Regions from separate parts of the Pan troglodytes genome. Here region 2 is linked to region 1. The links are chromatin contacts, called in public Hi-C maps. All regions are on one chromosome and are shown on one strand. Each heading gives the region's core, a stretch centred on a gene start, on an enhancer-like site or on the middle of the called end of the contact. The rest is flanking DNA. Distances are from core to core; before and after follow the strand shown.

Region 1 (7,553 bases), core at 2,881-5,380:
GCTCGAGTCCAAACTCCTCTAGCTGAGAAGGTGGTTACAGTGCTAAGGCTCCTGGGACCCACCTTGGCAGCTTTCCAAGAGCTATTAGTTTGTATTAACACACAGTAAGAGAAGGTCTGCTAAATTAAAAGTGAGATAATTTAGGAGGACATCTTTATACCCAGCACCAGCCCAGTGCACGGCACATGGCAGATGCTGGAAAAATGCTCATCAGCAGCCAGCATCAGTCACAAATGTGGATGTTGACATAGGATGTAAAACAGTATAGGGATATGGCTTAGATTAGAGACTTTAAGGGTTGGAGAGATCATTACTTAATTTCAAAGAGAAATTTGAAAGTGTAGCCATCTTCTGGCTACTAAGAGTGATTCCATACTTCAAAGCAATTATTAACATTAAAGGCAGCCTGGTAAAACCTGCACTGACAAGTCCCAAATGCTTATTTATTTCTCATCCTATCTTCTCAATTGTCACCCAGATAGCAATCCCCCTGTATAAAATTATTTCCTCCCTTTTCTCAAGTATCATCTGAATTACAGTAATCAAAACTACCCATCAACCTGTTCACCTGACACCAGGAGCCTTCCCCAAACTTTGAAACTCACCATACGAAACCCCCAGAGACAAAGCTAACAGCACACACTTTCCTGAGGCCTGTTATAACAGCATCAACACAGAATGCCACCCCCAACCACTCCTCCTCCATGCCTCCTAGGGCCAGGAGCCCATGACACACAAGGAGGAAGGAAGACAGTGAGTCCCTACTGAGCTTAAAGCCTCTTGAGAAAGAGCAGAGCAGTCACCTGTCTGTATGACTCTGGGAAGGAGAGGACATAAACTTTCCAACCCAGATCTTACAGATGACTGCTCTGCAGTTTTCTACACATCTCTGCAGGGTACACTAGTCACTGCCCGTCCCCTGCCAAAATTAATCCAGGGATGTCTCTGTAGTGACTTAGATCCTGAGACACATGGAACATTAGGGAAAAGTTGTGTCAAATGTCAGAGTGACAACTAGAATGGTTCCTGGGAACTCATACTTCCAAAGGCCTCCCCGTCAGCTAGGGTAACAGGGGAGTCTAGCATTTCAATGCTTTTGGAGGACAGCTGGGCAGAAGGTGGGTTGCTTATTTTAAAACAAAAAAAAATTGAATGGGATGAGAGATTATGTGAATTCCTGTGATCTCTTGAGGTCCCTTCCAGCTTCCAGATTCTACCAAAGAACATGGCATATGCATGTGCATATGCACACACCTCTTTATAAAAATGTATACAGATGTGGGAATATATATAAATGAGTACTATATTCACACTTCCAAACACAAAGCACTTGAAATGCACACTGCTGAGGAGATCCAAAAGCCCACGAGCTGCTCTGCAGCAGCAGTTGGAGCATACGGTTGCCACCGGCAGATCTGGGCAGAGCCCTCCACCCCTCCTGCCATTGCAGTTCACCTTAAAACCAACTGGTGGCTGCTTGTGCAGGTGCAAACCCTGCAAAGCTCCAAACCAGGACTGCAGATTCCTTTCTCCTAATGACTCCAGTCACGAGTGTCCCAGAGTGAAGAAGGCAGGCTGAAACAAAGGAGGAGATGAAAGAAGAAGCCCAAACCCTATATCCAGGTGGAGCCACCCCAGCAGAGGCAGATGCCAGACAGAGCAACTTCCTTCTCCTCTTCTCCCAGCCCCTACAAAGGGTGAAACAGTCACCCTCTTGCCCCTCCTCCATCACCTTGCTTTTCAGGGCCTCTCCAGGTAAGGCTGACAACATGGGCATTTAAATGAGCATTTAAAAGCAGGGTGATGGAGGAGGGCAAGAGAAAAAAACTAAGCTGGAAAAAACTAAAAAGCTCTCTAGAAAGGAGAGGTTTGCACTAGGCCGGGCACGGTGGCTCACGCCTGTAATCCCAGCACTTTGGGAGGCCGAGGCAGCTGGATCACCGGAGGTCAGGAGTTCGCGACCAGCCTGGCCAATATGGTGAAACCTCGTCTCTACTAAAAATTAAAAATTAGCCGGGTGTGGTGACGGGCGCCTGTAATCCCAGCTACTTGAGAGGCTGAGGCAGGAGAATCTCTTGAACCCGGAAAGCTGAGGTTGCAGTGAGCCGAGATCGCACCATTGCACTCCAGCCTGGGCAACAAGAGCAAAACTCCATCTTTAAAAAAAAAAAAAGACAGGAGAGCTTTGCTCTAATCTTTACTGCCAGATAAATCTGAGGATGCCCATCTCAGCCCTGAACAATAGCAACAAAAATAATTTATAGGAAAGCAGTGAGGACGGGGGGAGGAGGGTGAAAATTCATTCACCACAAATCTCAGATGCTTTGCCCTTCATGAAAAACTGTTCAGTGATTTTCTCGGAACAGACAAGGGAGTTCTGATGCAGCCGTAAGGCTTAGGATGTGCATGACACAGAGATTAACACTGGCGAGTCTCTTGGAGTAAAAACCAAGTTGATCAGGTCCTGACAATAAACTGGGGGTGGGGGTCAGTTCAACGACCCAGCTTCCCACTCGCATCTCCTTAGAATGAGATACCTCTAACACTTTGGTCTGGGTGTGTTTACAAGTGCGATGTTGCCATCCACCCGAACCCCACACACAACTGAGTTTGCCCCTTCCCAACTTCACAGACCCAGAAGTACTCATCTCCCCTAACTGGGCCGCCAGAGCCAGGTGCAGATAGCGGCGGCCGCCCGGGGCCAGGCCTGGCAGTCGGTCCCAGGAGGGCCGGGCCCTATACCGAATCCATCCACATCGCCCGGTTCCCGCAGCCCTGAGGAGCCAAGCACCCCCTCTGCGCTCCAAACGCCTCTGGACAATGCAAGCGCCACCCCCTTCCCTCTTCGGCTCTTCCGCGCGGCGGCTACAAAACCGCGGCTTTGTGTGTGACAGCAAGTGTATGCGCGAGCGTCCCTGGGCTCACACACCCCCTTGCACCCCGCCTGCTCGCCGCGCCAGGTCCGGGCACCAAGCGGGCGCACCGCGCGCGGGTCCACCAGGCTGAGAGCCGCGCTCCAGGCCTCTGGCCACCCCGCCACGGGGAGCAGGGGCTAACACCCACGCCCCCAATCCCGGCTGTGAGGGCAGCCGGGGAGAGCAGTGCGCGTAGCTCAACTGAGGCGAGGCAGGGGCCAGGGGCGCGAAAGAGCCACAGGCGAGAGCGGCGCCCACGACTCCCTAGCCCCGCCGCCCCCAACTTTGCGAGCTGAGGGCCGGGAGTGGGCCGGGGCGGCTCACGACTCGGCAGGAAGTTCCCAGGGCCGCACTGAGCATGCTCTCGGGGAGTGTGTGCGCGGGTGTGGGCTCTGCGCTCCCTGCAGCCTCCCAGACCCGGCAGCAGCGCTGAGCGCGCCGGCGGGATCGCGGACCCGCGGGCCGTCCCCTAACAGCCGGGGCGCCCCCGGGCCTCCTGGATCCTCTGGCCCGGAGCGCCGGCCCGCCGCATCCCTCCTCCCTAGGGGCTCGGGGCCAGCCTCCCTCCTTCTTCCTTCCTCCCTACTGGCCCCTGGCCGAGCCCGCCCAGTGCCCCTGGGTCCCGAGGACCCCGGCCCGGCCCGGCCCACGCCTGCGGCGTGACCCCCACTGGGCTCCTCCGCTGTCCGAGCGCCCATCTGCCATCCCCGGCCGCTCGCCTCCAGCCCGCGCAACCAGAGCTTCCTTTGGACTGTCCCTAGGAATGCCTACAAGCCCCCTCGTCACGGGGCCTGGGGGGTTCAGCCTCCCCTGGGAGGGGCTGCCCGGGGCAGGTGGGCTCGTCAAGGCGCGTCTCCCGGCTCCACTCCGGCGTCCTGCAGAGCGGCCGGGGCCGGGGCACCCACGCAGGCGGCAGAGGAGCGACGGAAGGAAGCCCCCGACCGCGCCGACCCCGGTGCGGGCTCTCCTCGCCCGCGCCTGGTTCCCCGTGCCCCCCGCGGTCCCCTCTGCGCGCATCACCCCGCGGGGATGACGAGCTCCCTCCGACGCGATCACCCGGATCCGGCAGCTCTTACCTCCTTGTTGGGCAGCAGCAGCAGCCGGGAGCACCCGCCGGCCGCCGTGCCCACGCGGCCCGAGGCGCGAGGTCGCGACGCCCCGAGCCTGCGGCGCGGCTACCTGGGCTGGATCGCGCCCGGGGCCGCCGCCGCGGGAGCCGCAGGGCCGCCGCCGAGCGGGCCGCGGCAGGGACGGTCTGCAAACTACCAGCCCTGGCGGGGCCGCGCGCGGCGCGTCCACACTCAGCCCCGAGACGCAGCAGAGGCGCTCCTGTGGGAGCTCAGTCGACCAGGGCGGGAGTCCGTCCTCAATTTCTGGCAACCTTCCCCTAGCCGACCTCGCCAACTTCTCCCCGCTTCTGGGCTCGCGGCTCTAGGAGGCAGAAATTCCGGCCGGGGACGTTTGGCAAACTCCCCGCCCCCGGCCGCGCGCTCAGCCAATTCGGAACGCCCCAGCTTCTCAGGGGCCGTCGGCAAACTCTCAACCCTGTCTAGGAGGACTTCTCCCAGCCACTCTGTTCCGCAGCCCAAGGGGAGAGAAAGGAGCGAGCGGGACCTTCTGATCGCGGCCATAAATAATATTCTAACAAGGTCAGGGGCAGTGTGCAAATATTGATATGACGATGCATCCTCCGGAGTGGTGCAGTCCAAGCCCCAAAGGACAAGGGACCTTCCAGCAGCGAAGCCCACTGATGGGGAGACTGTGGTCTCAACCATCTTAGAGGTGCAGGCAACTTTAACAAAACGCCCTGAGGCTCAGTTTCCTCTTTCGTAGAACGCATTACACAAAGCAGTATGTATACTGCCATTTGGTTTTTGTGACCTTGGGCAAGCCACTTAACCATTTGAATTCATCTTTATGAGCATAACAAATGCTGCTTCATGAGGTTATTGTGAAGATGATATGAAATACATGTGAAATACTTAGGGATATGTGGCACTTATAAATGAAATCCATTCTTTCTTCTCTGCCCTGCTCCCACTCCCGGATTTTAGGAACACTCTGGACGAGCTAGCTGAAAACTGCACTGTTGTAAATTCACAAATAAAACACATCCCGTGCCCTGAAGGCACCACAAAGAACATTGACTGACATGAGAGATTAAACCCAACCAAGCCCCAGGAGAGAGAATGCCATACATTTACATCGATAAGCATTATAGTTTCTTGTTAAGTAGTATCTGGAATGGAGGAAGAGTGGGCTATTGAGCTAGTGGTAGAATCCACAAGACCATAACCCCAGCAATTTCCAGACCCCATAACCAGTCACTACATCCAGACCTCATAAGGATTCATGTTCAGTGTCCCCTCATCTGCCCTGCAGGACTTCACCCCTACTTCGTTGTCCTCTCTGGGGTCTTATTTCTTGGACTTAGCTCGCCCCCACCCTACTACGCACCCTCCCCACCAGAGGTATTTACAAACGAGGATCATGGAATTTTTCGACCCTAGAAATGATTCAGTCCCTTTCCTTCATTTTGTAAGTGAGCTCATAGCTGGTTGAGGTCTCCGGACCCCAGGACCTTTTAATAGGGCATATCCATAGCCTCTCCTGCACTGAGCAAGCTCTGGGCTTTGGGCACCTTATGTCAATCCTGTCTTCAAGTTTAGCTGGAGGAAATGGCTCTAGCACTTCCTGACCAGATGAGCCCCAAATTATCAGCCACTTGGCTCCTCAGCTGTTAGAAACTGTCGAGTCAAGATACTCAAAAACCACAGGGAAATCTGCAAGGCCAGGATGACTAAGAAAAGACCTTTTGGTGAAATCCCGGTAATGTTCTGAGGCACGTATTTCCCTCAGTCCCTTGAGAGAAAATAGTATCTTTAGCTCTCCCCAAGCACCAGGAGGGAAATAGAAGAATGGTGACATCTGGTGGCCGGGACTTGCTGTACTGGATACAGATCATGTAGATTGTAATCATAATAGATTGGATTTGAAGTCAAGTTCCCACGGGTGGTTAATAATGGTACCACCCGGCTGCCTAGAGATTTCTGAAAGGCATCAATCATTTCAACTTTATGAACCCACTGCTATAGAGGATATTACAGATGGTTTTTGTTTCAGGATATTTTTTATAAAAAGTATATGTGTATATAGAGAAATTAAGTAAATTCGTTTGTATACACAAATATGCATTTTCCATATTTGTATTACATAGTCCATTTATTTATATAAATCATATACTTGCCATGCCTTTAAGAAAAAGTAATACTAAGTTGTTTTCCCCACAGTTAAGATTACAATTTTTATTATTAATTGCTAAAGGATACTGTTTATGGACATAAGGATGCTTATTAGGATGCAGCTGTATATTTCATCACATCCTCTCAAGAGACAGTTCATTACAAGCTTAGGAAGAAAATAACATAGCAGGATTTCAATAGTGAAAGCCCTGGCAGCTGATGGCCAAGGTCGTGCATTCCTGGTGAACAGAGATTCATTTTTAGCATTTCCACCACTTGCAAACAATGGGTGTCAGGTTAGAAAAAGAAAGATATTTAGGACTATTTCACAACAATGCAACAGTGTCTGCTGGTATTGCTAAGTCTACTCTAACTGTATTGCTTCATTTCTTCTCATTTGTCTGTCACATGTATAGTACTTTAAATAATTGCTCAATTATAAGCATAGTAAACACAGCTTTTTACATATAATCAAGTATAGTCAGCCCTCCATATCTGCGGATTTCGATCTGTGATTGATTGAATCTGAGGATTTAGGATCCTCCAAATCCATGCTTACAGACGGCCAACTATATATTGTTTCTCAGCATCTCTTACTAAGCTGTATGTGAATTACATTTTAACAATTCATGGAGTAGATTTTACTATACGTATTTCATAGAAAAAGAAGCCAAGACTTAGTAAAGGTAAGTAATATACTTACAGATAGGCACTGTTGATAAGGATCACAGCCAGGATTGAATCCAAAGTTTGCCTGACTCCAAAGCCCAGAACCTTTCTATTACACCATGCTTCTCACCCCAGATAACCAGGAAGAAAGGAAGATCCATGCCGAAAGTACTGTGAATAATACAGTAAATATTAAAGGGGATATTTAAGGTACCCTACATAGACCAGGTTTCTTGACCTATTCAAATTGCATGAAAATTATAGCAACAAAATAACAATTATGTATGTAAACCTTATAAAGCTGGGACCCATGTGGTTCAGTCTTGGAACTGGTGTCTGTGAAATAAACAAATGAAATTGTTTTTCTGCCCAGGACCTGAGCTCTAATGGCTTGAGGAATTATCCACTATGTAATCTTGGTACAAGGTAAAACCTCTGATGGTAAAGGTGCTGACCAAATTTTTAGGGCAGCATTGCTAGTGGTAGTGCCCAGTGGCTGATGCCATAATGTTGATGATGTAAGCTGTGATGCCTGGCAGATAGTGATCCAGGTGACAGTATCTTCACCTTGCCAGATTTTAGGAGTTCTTTCTACGTGCATTCCTCTGGCCTCTGTCTTCTTCTTCTTTCTTCTTTCCTCTTTTTTTGAGACAGATTCTCACTCTTTTGCCCAGGCTGGAGTGCAGTGGCATGATCACAGCTCACTGGCAGCCTCGACCTTCTAGGC
Region 2 (7,553 bases), core at 2,800-5,299, 290 kb before region 1:
AACAGAACAGAGAAACCAGAAAAGAACTGATTCCCAACGAGGCTCACAAGAATACACAATGGAGAAGCACAGTGTCATCAATAAATAATATTTGGAAAACTTGATTTCCACAAGCATTAAGAATGAAATCAAATCTTTATCTCACACTATCTATAAAAATGAATTCAAAATTGATTAGACTTCAATATAAGACCTGAAACAGCACAACTACGAGGAAAAAAAAAAGTGCAAAAGCTTCTTGACACTAGTCTGGGCAATGATGTTTGGGTATGATACTAAAAGCACAGGCAACAAAAGCAAAAACAGGCAACTGAGATTGCATCAAACTAAAGAGCTTCTGCACAGCAAAGGAAACAATCAATAGAGTGAAAAGGCAACCTATGGAATGGGAGAAAATATTTGCAAACCACATATTTAATAAGCGGTTAATTCCCAAAGTATATAAGGAACTCCTACAACTCAACTGTGGAAAAAACCCAACCAATCAAATTAAAATATACGCAAATAACCTGAAGACATTTCTCGAAAGAAGACATACACAAGGCAAACAAACATATGAAAAGGTGCTCAACATCTTTCATCATCAGGGAGATGCACATCGAAACCACAAGGAGATATCACCTCATGCTTGTTAAAATGGCTTTTATCAAAAAGACAAAAGATAACAAGTGTCTGGCAAGAATGTGGTAAAAAGGGAAGCTTGGTACCCTGCTGGTGAAAATGTAATGTGTTACAGCCATAAATGAAAAAGAAAATGGAGGTTTCTCAAAAAATAAGAAATAGAACTCCACATAATCCAGCAATCCCACTGCTGGGTATATATCCAAAGCAGTTAAAATCAGTATGTTAAAGCAGTATCTGCACTCGCATGTACACTGCAGCATTATTCATAATAGCCAAGATATGGAAACAAACTAAGTTTGTTTGGCCTTCAGTGGATGAATAGATAAACAAATTATGTGTATATGAAATATTTAGCCTGCAAAAGAAGGAAATCCCATCACTGGCGGCAACATGGATGAATGTGGAAAATATTATGCTAAGTAAAATAAGCCAGGCACAGAAGGAAAATTCTGCATGATCCCACATGCAGACCAGCCTAGCTGAACTCACAGTTCAACTCACAGTAAAATGGTTGAACTCGCAGAGCAGAGAATACATTCGTGATTCCCAGAGACTGGTGCATGGGGATACGGGGAGATGTTGGTCAAAGTCTCAGTTATACAAGTTGATTAAGTTCTGGAGAACTAGTGTGCAGCATTATGACCATAGTTAACAATACTGTATTGCATACTTGAAATTTGCCAAAAAAGGAGATCTTAAGTGTTTTTACCATGAAAAAAATATCTATTTAATATGTAAGGTGATGGATTAGCTTGATTGTAATGACTATCTCACAATGTGTATATTTATCAAAACATCAAGGTGTACACCTTAAGTATATTTTTTGTCAAAAATAAACAAAAAACCCGAGGGATGATTTACTAGTTTCTTTCCCCCCGCCAAACTCCAAAGTTTCAAAGAAGTCAGTCACATGCTAAAGCAGAGATTCCTAAACTGAGATATTTTCACTGCTGGGCAGCATCTTTTTAAACTTTTCAAAAGAATAGGTTCACGGCAGACTGAATGTCCCCAGTCTCTGTGTCCTAGCACTTCCTACAGCACCTAGCACACAGATGTACATTAAGTATTGCCGACTTATAAATGAACAAACTGACCTCTTAATACAAAACCACTCCCCAAATGAAGAATTCAAATTTATTATTCTAGCAGAAGGAAAAAAAAAAAACCACACACACACACACACACACACAAGTGTGTGCACAACCCTTGTCAAAGGTTATCTGGGCCACAGATTAACCTTTTATAGATAAACATAGATCTTATTGAACTTCTATCTCCTTTGGCTATTTCACCAATGACAGGAAGGGTCAGAGAAAAATAACTCTCAAAGTAATCAGTTCTATAAATTGTCAAGGTTTCTGACTGATCAATAAAAAATAACCATTGAAAATGCATCTTATATACTATTTGAGAGAGAAAATGACTCAGAAGGGGTTTAAAAGTAGAACTGAAACATATATGTTTTATAAACTGTCCTTCTACATTGATATGCCATGGGACGGATGCTAATCAATGTAATCCCCCAGCCAAAGGCCCTGAATGACAAGGATGCTGCTATGACTTCCCTTCATAAGCTGCCTGCAGAGTCACTTACTACTAACTACATAGAAATAATCAGAAAATCAATCTTATGGTTTCTTGCACACACCTATTTCTGACCAGATGAAGAAACACCCAGCTTGATCACTCACATGTAGCTGTAAAAGACTTTTGTTTATTGCCCTAAATCAAATCCAACTACCCTCAATGGTGATTCATCACACACTGCAGATTTTCAACAGGATCTCTGAAGGCAATTCAAATGAGGCTTCTGCAAATGGTTCTAGCAATGGTAGGATTACTTCTTGGGATGGTGGGTGAAAAAAATCAGTCACATTACTTCAGTTATCCATGATACATATGGTATCCTGAGGCTGATGGCTCTTTGAAAACTCCCACAGCCCACTTTTTATTCTCCAAAGCCCATCATGGGGAGCAGATTCTTCACAAGTATCTGCTAACCAGTTGATCTCACTCCCTAAACTTCAAACATTCAGGAAACCAGAGTTCAGCTATAATCAGAGGCTAGATTGTCTGAGTTTACAGTAAGCTAGAGTGGGGGTAGAGTGTCAAGATCCCTTACTTGGTGAAGGCAGAAGTAGATTCAAATCCTGCCCCTAACTTGCAAGGTGATGTGATCAGGTCATTTGCCTCTCTGAGCCTCTACACCCTCACCCTCCCACCCAATCATGTTAGATGAAGTTAATACCTACATGAGCACTCAATAAATAGCTATTATTCATATTATTCAAAATGGAATAATTTTGATAGATGCTTACCTCTCTCAGAGTTGGCTTGCCAATGAAAAAGTCTGTGTTTTTGCTGCTTTTGGGTGGGTTGAACTTGGGATTCAGAAAAGCACATCCATTTGCGATAGCTTCCAGGGGAGCTGGGCCCTCGTAAGGGAACCCAAGTCCAACAAACAACTGTAAGACAGAAAACCACACAGCGTATGAACACATCAGGCAGGACCATCAGGCAGGACGGGCATTCCTAGCTTGCAGGCGGCGATTCTGTGGCCCATTCCCGTGTGGACACCTCACTTTGGAAGGCTCCCAGGCCCTGGGGGGTGGGGCAGAGAGAATTCAGCTTACACCAGGATCTGAAAAACTACGAACTTTTAAAGTCCCCACAAAGCTGCTCAACTCACTATGCTCTCCTCCACCAAGGAAGTAAAAAATTAAGTGTCTAGGGGTATCCACGGGGTAGGGAGGATGGAGTATTAAAAGAAAAACCACCACCACCACCAAGACCCAACAATAATCCTTCTGTAACTCACCAGGAGACATGACTGGAAAAACACTTGCTTAACTACACAGAAGGTTTCTTCATTGAACCAAAGAAACAACAGGCCCTTTCAGGAATGCTGGGCGGAGGGACAGAAAGGTCACTTGGAGGTTTGATTGCAGTTCAAACGGAACTGCTTTAAAATGATGGTAGGTCAGTAAACACAGGTTTTCATAATGGGGTTTACACTGGGGACACCAACATCTTGGTGTTGATTTTCCCCTCAGAGGGGAGAGAGGGTGCTGTGTTGCTGAATCTGCAAGGCAGCTGCTTCCCTCTCCAGCAGGCAAACCATGTGCTTCCCCCAAGACAGACCATAGATGGCAGCAACAACTTGCTCTCAGTCCTCAGAGCAACCACAGCAGCTGGAAGCCACGATGACAAAGGGGACAAGCTGCAGTTCAGTAGTGCTGATTTCCTGCGTCCAAAAATGAAATAACTGCTCCCAGAAATGCCTCGGCACGTACCATCACAGTGGGTGTACTTCACACTGCTGGAGCACTGCAGGTTGTTGATGGGCAGGGTCCAGGTCTGGGCTTGACGAAGCTGTGTCCTCTCTACCCACATAAAAGCCTATTCTGTTTCAGCCCCCAGGGGCACATTAAGTGAGAAAAGATAACTGGGCCCCAGGGCGTCCTTTCCTTCTGCCATCACAGAGCATCACCCAACCACAAGGCCAGGCGTTGAGAATGAAGGAGATGGCTCAACTAGATTTAGCTGCAAGCTTGGTTCTGTTTTTCCCTCGGTCTTTTCACAGCAATCCCCTCCTTCTCACCAGCTTTCCTCTCTTAGCAGCTGCTCTAATTGAATGATCGTTTAGAAAGGTTCAGCTGGAGGGTGCCAGGCCCAAGCTGCCGGGCTGCATGTGTCAGGCCAACCCTGAGCACAGCCCATGGGTGACATACTGGAGAACCAGGTAGCTCCTGAAGGAATTCTGGGGCAAAGCACTAACATCTCAGGTTTTCTGGACCTATTTACTTTTGTTTTGAACAGAATAGGGTACTCAATCTTTTTGGTTTTTGGAAAGAATAAATTTTCGTTTCCTGAAAACTGCGTGATCACAATGCCAGAGATGTCCACAGGGCAGGGAGCTGGGAAGAAAAGAAGCTTTAGAGGCCAGCAGAGCCCCTAATGCTGGCTGGGTCATTTCCCCCTTGGGCAGCAGAACCACCAGAGATCACGGGTGGGGGTGATGGTGGTGAGGAAAACATGGTAGCCAGGAGCCTGGAAGCTGTAGGATAAAGGGCAAGCTCTACTACCATTAGGAAGCTCCTGCTTTGCATCTTACTCTTATTATACAGCTAACAGAAACGAGATTGTCAGAGAGAACTTCTAACTATAGGGTGTGGCCTGGACATGTGGCTCAGGGGTGGGGGAGATCTGACTGCTGCAGATGAAACGGAAGGAAACAGTGGGAATGTACTAGTCCCACGACATCCCAGCTTTATGGAATATGAAGAATCCAGGGTTGTTATCTACCAGACTTGTGATCTCTGATTTGCCCTCTCCTATCAGACTTTGGAGAGGATGTGCCGGCTCTCCAGTGGAAAACAAATGACCTCTGTCAGGCCGTGGTTGGGCATAAGACAGCACAGGGAGTCCAGATCTTTCTGACTGAGGAGAAAAGTGCCAGAAGACGCAGATCAGGATCTCTGCAGGTTTAGTCAGAGAACCCACAGTGCCTCCTGACCTCTGAAAATCAGGGCCTGCCATGAAGTGTGGATACCTTCATCAACTCTAAGTTTCAAAGAACAGCTTTGGAGGAAACGCAAGCAGCACAATGTTTGTCTATTTAAATAGAAAATCTTGGGAAAAATTTAATTAGCTTCTTTAGATCAATCTGAACCCATTAATTAAAAGGATTTGAGGCTGTTGCTTAATGGACTTGAATGTGACCTAGGTTTAATTATATCTGAACAACAATATGAACCATCTCTTCTGCCCTGTGGGCACCAGAATATCTCAGTACACATAAAATAAAAACTTTATTAACTCTCCCAAAGCCTCATATGTTTAGAATGAAGCCTAAGCAAATACAACATAATTTCCTGGCAATGAGTTTTTCTGTCACACAATTAGGATTGTAGGAAATACATTACTTGGAAACACCAAAATAACAGTTTTTTGTCACTTCAGTCAATAAGCAATTTTTTTCTTGCTTCCTGTGTGCTTATTACCTGTGATATTACAATGGAGCAGATGTATTAAGGTCAAATAGCACATCTGAGGTTTGAATGAAAACACAACAGGCAGAGAGAGTTCATCACCACCAAACAGCACTCTGTAAACTTCCTTGCACTTATGGTCTTGCCACACATTGGCACCTTAACCACATTGAATTGCTTTTCCCCTAATCTCCTGCTATTCTGCCTACTTAACCGATTTCCTTAGCAAGGAGGCAAGAGACACTGCAAGAATGTACATAAGTGCCAAGGCTTAACTCTGCTGGAGAAAACTGGCCATATTTTATTTATACTTCACCTTGCCTTCAGAAGCCCAGAATCTAATGAGGATATTCCAGATGACAAAATATCTCCATGGCTGCAACTCCAGCTCCATCAATGAGTATTTCTACACAGAGGGATTGTGGGATCTAGGATTAAATTTCTGAACTAATGCTAAGCAGAGAGAACAGATGAGGCACCATACGTTTTCTTCACAGTATAGGATTGGGACGTTCCTACACATTCACAAAGGGTCCAGTAAAACCACTCAGATTTTTCCCACTCTGTGAAAGAAGAAACAATTGTTTTAAACTGCTAAGTGGAGTACTTAAAGAATCTTTTAAACATGGATAAAGGGGGTTCTTCTCCATGGGCTTGGTCAGTTTCACTCTTGATGGGGAACATTGAGGATAATCATAAATAGGAAACACACACACAACACATACTTTTCTGGCCAGTTTTAATTAGCGAAGTTGGCATGGTGACTCTAGAGGGAAACTGAGCAATGAATCACCCCCGGTTCACCAAATGAATTGATGAATCCATTATTGACACAAAGTGCCCAGAACAATGTGGTAATTAACAGCGCAGGTTCTGGAGACAGATTAGGCTTCAAGGTCTAGCTCCATCATTTCCCAGGTCAGTCACTGTGACACACTGCTAGGTGCTTCTGTCTATGGATTAGTTAAGGCCCATTTATAATCTATTCTATTTATAGGACCTTAGTCCGGGTAACAAGCTTGCTAAACCTCAGAGTTTTCATGTGTAAAATGAGTAAAACAATAGTGCTTTATTTCATGGGGTTGCTGTGAGGATTACATGAGATAGTACATGGAAAGGATTCATTCCAAGTCTTGGCACTTAGTAAGTGCTGGATAATCAGTCACTCAAGTTCAAATCCATATGCAACTTCACACAGCTGCATATCATGGCCTTGTATCATTTAGACGGAGTTTACGTGTGCAGGAGTTATGTTTGTGGGTTTTTACAAGATGTTCAGCACCTGCATGTATATTTATGAGTTCTCATTGTTTCATAAAGTATCTGCACTAAAAAACGGGGAGGGATATTCATCAGAAGAGAGAGATAAGAGATGATATGGTTTACAGTGACTGCCACATAAGCCAGTCCCACGAGTCACATGCTATTGCTAAGCTTTGCTTGTTTATTTTTATACAATGACTGGGAATCATTATATCAATGTTTCTGGTAATAGGCATCCCTTTTATATCTTAAAAATAACCCAGACAAGGGGCTGGGTATGAAGAAAACAATTTTTCCAAAATGTGATGCTTTCATGTAGCCCAAAGGGTCCCTCTCTGGCCATCTGCCTTCTTTCAGGTACCTGATGCTTAAGGAAGGGATAAACAGTGGCCAGACTCTCTTCCATCCAGGCTGGCTCTATCCTCCCAAGGGCTCCACAAGCCCCTGACTCATGTGACCTGAAGACTCTCTAGGGAAGAGCTGGAAGGTCCACGGAGGCCAAGAAAAGAAGACTCACCAAGCACGTTTACATGCCCAAAGCAGACTTTTGTCAGAGTCTGCTGCTAAACCAAAGACTATTTCCTGAAGACCAGCTGGCTGATTATGCCAAGCTACCTAACTACCGTTTCAGAAACAAAAACCCAAACCACAAACAACAGCATCAGGATAAAAAGT

The links. Hi-C and Micro-C count contacts between places; a contact is called where the count stands out from the background.
Region 2: a contact with region 1 is called in a Hi-C map of stem cell-derived neural progenitor cells, with 4 times the contacts expected there. The contact joins the enhancer-like site here to the promoter of MGAT5 in region 1. A contact is called at or near these places in 5 of 7 Hi-C or Micro-C datasets (blood, induced pluripotent stem cells, a lymphoblastoid cell line and 1 more), 1 of 1 datasets of contacts at active chromatin or transcription factors (stem cell-derived excitatory neurons) and 1 of 1 other capture datasets (stem cell-derived neural stem cells).

What each region holds. Positions count from the first base shown.
Region 1 is chr13:36,166,218-36,173,770 of NHGRI_mPanTro3-v2.0_pri, reverse strand. It overlaps MGAT5 (alpha-1,6-mannosylglycoprotein 6-beta-N-acetylglucosaminyltransferase), which reads right to left and starts at 4,130. Exons shown (of 18, transcript XR_010150065.1): 1 at 3,992-4,130.
Region 2 is chr13:36,453,892-36,461,444 of NHGRI_mPanTro3-v2.0_pri, reverse strand. It overlaps MGAT5 (alpha-1,6-mannosylglycoprotein 6-beta-N-acetylglucosaminyltransferase), which reads right to left. Exons shown (of 18, transcript XR_010150065.1): 13 at 2,943-3,089. Among named protein-coding and RNA genes, the nearest start is that of MGAT5, 290 kb to the right of the region's middle. Within about 2 kb of position 4,049, at least 13 of the 24 cell types and tissues checked have an H3K27ac peak or open chromatin away from gene starts, as enhancers often do. A contact at or near this core is called in induced pluripotent stem cells, a lymphoblastoid cell line, stem cell-derived neural progenitor cells and 1 more, where this site is marked.